Regions from separate parts of the Zea mays genome. Here region 2 is linked to region 1. A link is a contact called in public Hi-C data. All regions are on one chromosome and are shown on one strand. Each heading gives the region's core, a stretch centred on a gene start, on an enhancer-like site or on the middle of the called end of the contact. The rest is flanking DNA. Distances are from core to core; before and after follow the strand shown.

The links. Hi-C and Micro-C count contacts between places; a contact is called where the count stands out from the background.
Region 2: a Hi-C map of ear shows a contact between it and region 1, with 4 times the contacts expected there. The contact joins the promoter of LOC100274378 here to the enhancer-like site in region 1. A contact is called at or near these places in 2 of 25 Hi-C or Micro-C datasets (ear and tassel).

What each region holds. Positions count from the first base shown.
Region 1 is chr7:50,684,014-50,687,401 of Zm-B73-REFERENCE-NAM-5.0, reverse strand. No RefSeq gene overlaps it. Among protein-coding and RNA genes, the nearest start is that of LOC103633876, 51 kb to the left of the region's middle. Within about 2 kb of position 1,576, at least 18 of the 20 cell types and tissues checked have an H3K27ac peak or open chromatin away from gene starts, as enhancers often do. A contact at or near this core is called in ear and tassel, where this site is marked.
Region 2 is chr7:51,273,678-51,277,065 of Zm-B73-REFERENCE-NAM-5.0, reverse strand. LOC100274378 reads right to left here and starts at 1,625. Exons shown (of 7, transcript NM_001148738.2): 1 at 1,179-1,625; 2 at 1,033-1,077; 3 at 337-409. The coding sequence starts at 1,611. LOC103632361 (probable protein arginine N-methyltransferase 3) reads right to left here. Exons shown (of 7, transcript XM_008654177.3): 7 at 1,932-2,657. The coding sequence ends at 2,220.

The DNA of each region.
Region 1 (3,388 bases), core at 327-2,826:
CAATTCTAATGTGGCTTCCATGTTAAAACAAAGTTACTAGGTCATAAAAAATATAATTATAAAATTAATGCAATTGAATAGGTCAAAAATGAGTTAAAATGAGTTAGTTATGAATTAACCAAGTTTATGTAATTGTTTTCATTCTAGAAATCATTTTCTATTTTAAATCTTGTACTCCTCCAACGATTATGGACTGCGGACATAAAAATCCGAGAGCACAGGGGCCATTCTGAAAATATTAGGACTTAAGTTTAATACCTTAACACTACCCCTAGTCTGCGGGTTAATTCGTACAATGTACAAGGGCTCTTTAGCAACTCGGCAACGCGAAGAGGTACCGGGGACTCAGAGCCGTCCGATCTAGATCCGGTGGCCCAGATTAGATCTCCACTTTAACGACGCAATCTATGACAACGACCCATGGATCACAGATCCACAGTCCACAACGAACGCTACACCAGCACCATTGGTTCGAGAATCAACCGCCCAGATTTAAAATTCCTAGATCGATTCTCGCACACAAGATCCGCATCGGACGGCCGAGGCTACCCATCCATGGATCCAATCCCCACCCTTGATTTCAAAATCTATCGCTCCCCATGTGTCTTCTACCTTCTCTTGGAATACGCAAGACTGCGCCAACATCAAGTGACTCGGCCCCGTTGACTTGGAGGAGGGGGAATTCTCACCGTTGAAGGAGGCAGGGGATGGCCGACGACGAAGCGCGAGTCACGGTGCTGCGCAACCCTAGCGCAGATGAAGTTCTTCGGCTGCGGCCCAGTGCTTTGTCCATGGCGATGGCAACCCTTCTCTCCCCAATCTCACGTCGCGGACGCTCGATGTAGCCCTCTTCTTCTGACACCGTAGCGATGGCGATGGTGCTCGCAACGCGATGCGGACCGGCGACGACGCCCAACTCCGGCAACTGGTTATGCCCGCCGTGGACCAAGCCCCCGAGTAACCATGCAGACCCCCAAACGGCGAGGGCGTCGTCTAGTTTGGCCCTGCCCCGCACGGCAACTGGGAGCCGCGGCAGCGCGACCGCGAGTGACAAGAGCGGGCGCACACGAGTTGCGTCATGGAGGTGCGCGGGGCCTTACTGCAAGCAGGAGGGGACGGAGGCGCAGGTGCGCCATGGCGAGCGCACCACCGCAGTCGGCGTGTAGCAGAGGTGGCACGCGGAGGATCCAGGGCCCACCGGCTTCCACTGCGCCTAGAACGTGGTTGAGAAGACGCCCGCCGTGCGCGGTCGTGCCGACGGCCGTAGATCGCCCTCCCGGTCATAGGGGTCCACCACCATGGCTAGGAAACAAGGGAGACACGGGAGTCGAGTGCCGAGGGGAAAAGGGGCGCCCGGCTACTAGCCATGGGTTGGGCAAGGCGGCCGTGGAGTTTAGGCTTTATATCCCGAGTGGAACACGCTGATCTCGCGACAAATCGGTCAGGCGCCCGCAGTATTCACGCAGGGATCGCAGCGGCTGTTGCGAGCGTTTTGGGGAAGGAAGTACTGACAAGTCGGCCCCACAAGTCAGAGAGCCACCCGGCCAACAGCGAGGAAGCTGCGCGCACGCGTGGTTGGAGTAGGCTGCGCGGTGTGCGGCTGGCAGGTAGGGTCCGCGTGTCAGCCGGCTTTGGTGGGCGCGGGTGGGCTGGTAAGGTGAATCGGCCGGAAGTGAAGCCCAATTCGGTTCCTTATTCTCTTTTTTTCTATTTCTATTTCATATTTTCATTTCCCATTTCAAGCCTAAGTTTGATTCTGAATTTCAAACATATATTAGATGCATCAAACAGAAATCTTAGCATGACAATGCAGGTATACATTATATATTTATTTATATTGATTCCTTTGTTCATGCCACAAAACATATAATTCAAGAAAACATGGTTTATGTAAAATGTCTCACCATATATATGCTTTAATGAAATAATTTGTATTGCACAAATTTATTAATAGTTATTTCAGATAACATTTCTAAACATTGTTTTTATGTAAACGAATAACTTAATTTATATAAGATCATTAAATCTTTTAGTATTTAACTATATTTATTTAAGAAGATGTGACTTAAAAGGTGATATAATTTGCATTAAAGAATATCATGATTCAAATCTTCGTATTATTATATTAGAAATCCATAATAATATTTTTGGGTGCTACAAATTCTACCCCCTTAACGGAAATCTCGTCCCCGAGATTTGTAAGAAAAGGGATACGGAAGGATTGGTTTGTAATTCAGCTTTTAGTCTATTATTGGTTAAAAAATCCAGAGTCTCATCATTTTTTATAGTCAATAGTGGGTGATTAAGAGAGCATAGGCATCCAGCTACCTATTATGTAGGATATAAGCTGGACAGGTTGAGGTAAGAAAGATTATGGCAAGGGAAGGACTTTATCCAATATGTTTAAGTCTTGATTCATCTCGAGATTCGCTTTGACTGTTATATCCTTCCTTATCGATGTTGATCTTTTCCTTCTCCAGTCTTGGTCTTATTGATTCGAGGTCAGTGTATATCATCGGGTTGAGTAATATGAGTAAGATAGATATGGATGAGATAGACTACACGCTGTAGGTCAAAAGTTTGTTTGATGTTAGGTGGGGATAGATAGATTATATAATTCATCATGACTTTATTGGTTGGGTTAACTCATGGTTGAGTTGGTCTGATGTGCTAAGTTAAGTTAACACCTGGCTAGTGGGGTCCAAGTACCACTAATCTGTTTAAGTCGACCACATTTGTTTAGATCAAATTAGATTCTATAATCCCATTTAAGAATACCATTTAGTTGAGCATATCCAGTTGACTTTATCTTTATGAAACTCTAGTATATTTTTTATATACCCCTGAAATGTTCATGCCATTAGCAGGTGTGGCATACAAAACAAGGGTACATCAGGTTTTAGCTATTAGGTGAGTGTAGAGAAGATTTGGGGTAAAAGAAAGTTAGGTAAGGAAGACTTTTATTTCGGGTGGTGGATCTTGATTTGTTTGAGGATCTGTTTTTACTCATATCCTTCATTGTTGAGGTTATATTTCTTCTTGGGTCTTATTTAGGCACCATCGGTTGTGGTGTTAGATATCATTATCTGAGTTGGGATAACAATTGCGGTATATGGGGTAGGTAGATTGAACAGAGTTTTACTTCGCTTGTAAGAGAAATGGGTTGGGCAATCTAAAACATAGGCTAGGTCGTGATTTCACGGACGAGTTGGTTTAAGACACCAATTTAGGTTTAAAACCCATTTATAGGAATATAGTTTTGTCGGCGTTTCGAGACAGGGGGGTCCCTAAGCCGACGAGTGAGTGTGCTGCGTGCCCCAGCCCAGATGGGTCGAGCGCGTGGGCGAGCGCGAAGGGGGGAGAGGCGAGGTGGCCGGAGTCGAGCATG
Region 2 (3,388 bases), core at 376-2,875, 590 kb before region 1:
TATGTGGCGCGTTATCGACAACAATTACACAACAACAAAACAAGCAATGTAATTAATATTGACATTTCGAATTTATTACTTTCAAAATTAATAAATACAATTTTTACGTATCATTTATGTAGCGTCAAATGAGAAGAAAACAAAGAAAAATGAAAAAGAAATGGAAAATGTGAATCTGTTAACACTGTAGCTTTAGGGGACGGAATTTAGAGGACGCTGCTGGAGACGGAGAATATATAGAGGACAGAATCTTTTAGAGTGTTCTGTAAAGGACAGAGAATATTCCTTTAGGGGACGAAATTTAGGGGACGCTGCTGGAGACAGCCTAAAACATACCTGTCTGTATTTAGGGTCCGAAAGAGTACACGTCGAACACCTTTAGGAATGTTTAGGGATGCCATAACATCAGCTACAATAAAAAAATAGGCAATATTTTGTGACTTGTCTTGAACTAAAGTCATGTTACACACCATCATATTAAGAACATTTTTAATCCAAAAGTGCTTGTGAGTTATGTTAACCATTCCAAAAGTCTAGCTATATGCCTATATTTTTGTAATCATCAATTGACTCTACATCATGGGACGTTAGATAATGCTTGGTCGTTTAAAACCTATGCTAAACACCATGATACCCACCTGCAATTTAGAATTTGAACCTCTTATGGAAATATTTTTTTAGATAACAGAATAGAAGTATCTAATTATTATTTACTAAAAAAATAGTAGGGTTATGGATGGTCATATGTACGTATCTAGAGTTAGGTTGTTTACACAGCTACAACTATAAGAATTCTTAGAGCTAGTCATCATCTCAAGTTTCATGAAGCTGCTGGTAAACTGAAAGAATTTGATTGGACAATCTTATTATTATTGTTATTTTGTTATAAAAACATTCTCTAAGCCAAATAATATAATCCTACCAAAAAAAGGTGAGGATTTTGGCTAATGCTAATTTACGAGCAAAGTATGTACTGCAGTAGACAGTAGTACTCAAAAGTAAATGTTGGTCTGTTGTGTCTTTTTATTTTACCTGTGATGTTCTTATCTCTGGGAACGTCAACCAACAGCGCTGGTCCTGCACACCGTTTCAACTCATTTTTTTTACTTACTTTTGGAGAAAAATAAACCCTTCTTAAAGTACAGTAAATGCTGAAAGCAACATTGATAGCAATATACCGTTGAGGACAGCGAGGTCGAGGGTGTCGACGTCGAAGCCGGTGTCGTAGTAGTGCTCGAAGACGTGTCCCGGCGCGTCGACGTGGGTGCCGGAGTGCGCAGTGAGCCGGAGCTCCGAGAAGTTAGCGATGTCGGAGCCGTTGCGCATGGACCGCGCCAGCTGCAGGAACTCGCCGGAGCCCTCTGATGACTCCCACTCCGGCATGTCCTCGCGGTAGTAGTGGCTGATGTCCACGATCCGCCCGCCGTCGAACTCTTCGCGCCGCTCCGGCGCAGGCACCAGCACCGTTGCTTTCTCCGCCTCTGCCTCTAGCATACCGCTGCATGCCTCCTCAGCGTGCGCGTAGCCCGGGTGCGCGGCGGTCTCGCCGGAGACAACCGTTACCACCGGAAGCAGCAGCAGCTGGGAGAGGAGCAGGGACGCGAGATCCATGGAATGGATATGCCTTGACTGGGGAGTGGGTGCCTAGCAGCACAGCTGTTGTAATATACGTGTGGGAGTCTAATATTTCCACGTCATTGCTTACGACCGTGTTGAAAAAAAGTATTACTTTCTCGTTTCGTAATGGAAAGAATAACGAAAGAGGTTGGAAAGAGAAAAAGTGTACTACTTAAACTTTAGTAGCTTACGAATGGAGGGCATCATATCATATACACTGATTCCATAAGCTCTACTTTTTTTGTTTAATTTTAAAGTACAATGCAGGTGTGCATCGGTTAGATAAACAGCTACATGCCATTGCTGTTTGTGAATTGTGCGCAACACGTTTGATGACTACAACAAATACATTATGTTTGCCTTCAACCCCGTCAACATCATTCAACTGAACTAGGGCCAAACCAATGCGAATTAGATTATTGTACAACATTACACCCTAACCATTCCAGAAAGCCTTCCAATCTAATTCTCACGATCATCGTTTTACCAAAAAATCAGTAGCACAAAGTGCTCCATTCAGTGTGCAAAACTTAAACGACCAAGACAAATTCTAGTAACAATTGCTTGTGGTGGTAGGAAGCCCAAAGAGGTATAATGATTGGTCACAAGTTGAATATCTGAACAGGCCAGCTGCGCTTCCGGCCATCTGAACTGATTGCTGTGGTTTCAACCGATATGTCTATGCTGCGGTGCTCAGATGCCCTCACGATGCTGATCCGAGACCTGAGCGCCGTAGCTGGGCACTCATCTGTGCCAGCCAATGCAGATGAACCCAGGGTTGATTCCTCCTTCGCCATTGCAATGGGCTCTTCAAAGGTGAAGATTGTCTGTGACCAGTGAGTTGGTGTAGAGAAGGGAGAGGTGGAGAGGACAACAGGCTTCTCCTTGCAGAATCTGTCGGTAAACCCCGTGTCAAACCACAAGACAATGCCATAGCACCAGGTCACTCCTGACACAGTGGCACTACTTTCACTGAGCATCAGCTCAAAGCTTGCAGTAAAATCCATCTCACTTTCCTTCATACTTGCAAGATCAAAGGACTGAATACAAAAAACAGAAGCAACATGTTAGTATAAATCTCTTAATTCAAAGTGGCATTTGAGCAAATTTTACAGAATACTCGAAGTACAGAAAATACTACAAGACTACAATTCATTTTTTTTTACAAAACTACGCTTTCTAAAACCAGTTTCACAAAACTTGATTTTTATCAACATAGGCATCAAAATATAGACTTGAATCATTTTTGACAAACTACACTTTTTTTTGTGAGGACATCAGTCCTTCAATTCAAATTTCAAACCACACCACCAGCTACAACAGACATGCAATGACTAGCCACTCGGTCTTGTGCACACGAACTCAATTCTGTGATTCTTGTAAGGAATGAAGGTGAAGACATAAAAAAATGAGAGCGAAACAGAAGGGGTGGTGTGCCACCTGTTCTGAGCTAGGCCCATGTAATAAAGACCACATTTAGGCAGATTTGGAAGGGATGGGAGAGAATTGTGCAAACATTGTACTTCAGTTGTGTCAGATGACTCATGCAAGACAGCCTTTGAGAATTCCACATGTGTCGAGATTGTTCTTAATATATTCCAGTTTTGCCAAAGTCAGGTTGCATAAATTGGACCTTGTTTTCAGATAGCAAGGTCAATAACCATGTCAAGTTGGTTCTGTGATTACTAAGGCGAGCCGCCCACGATCTGTTTCTTCATAGTTAGATTTAGATCACAAGTCACCTCCACCTGCTTGATAGTTAGCCTTAGGG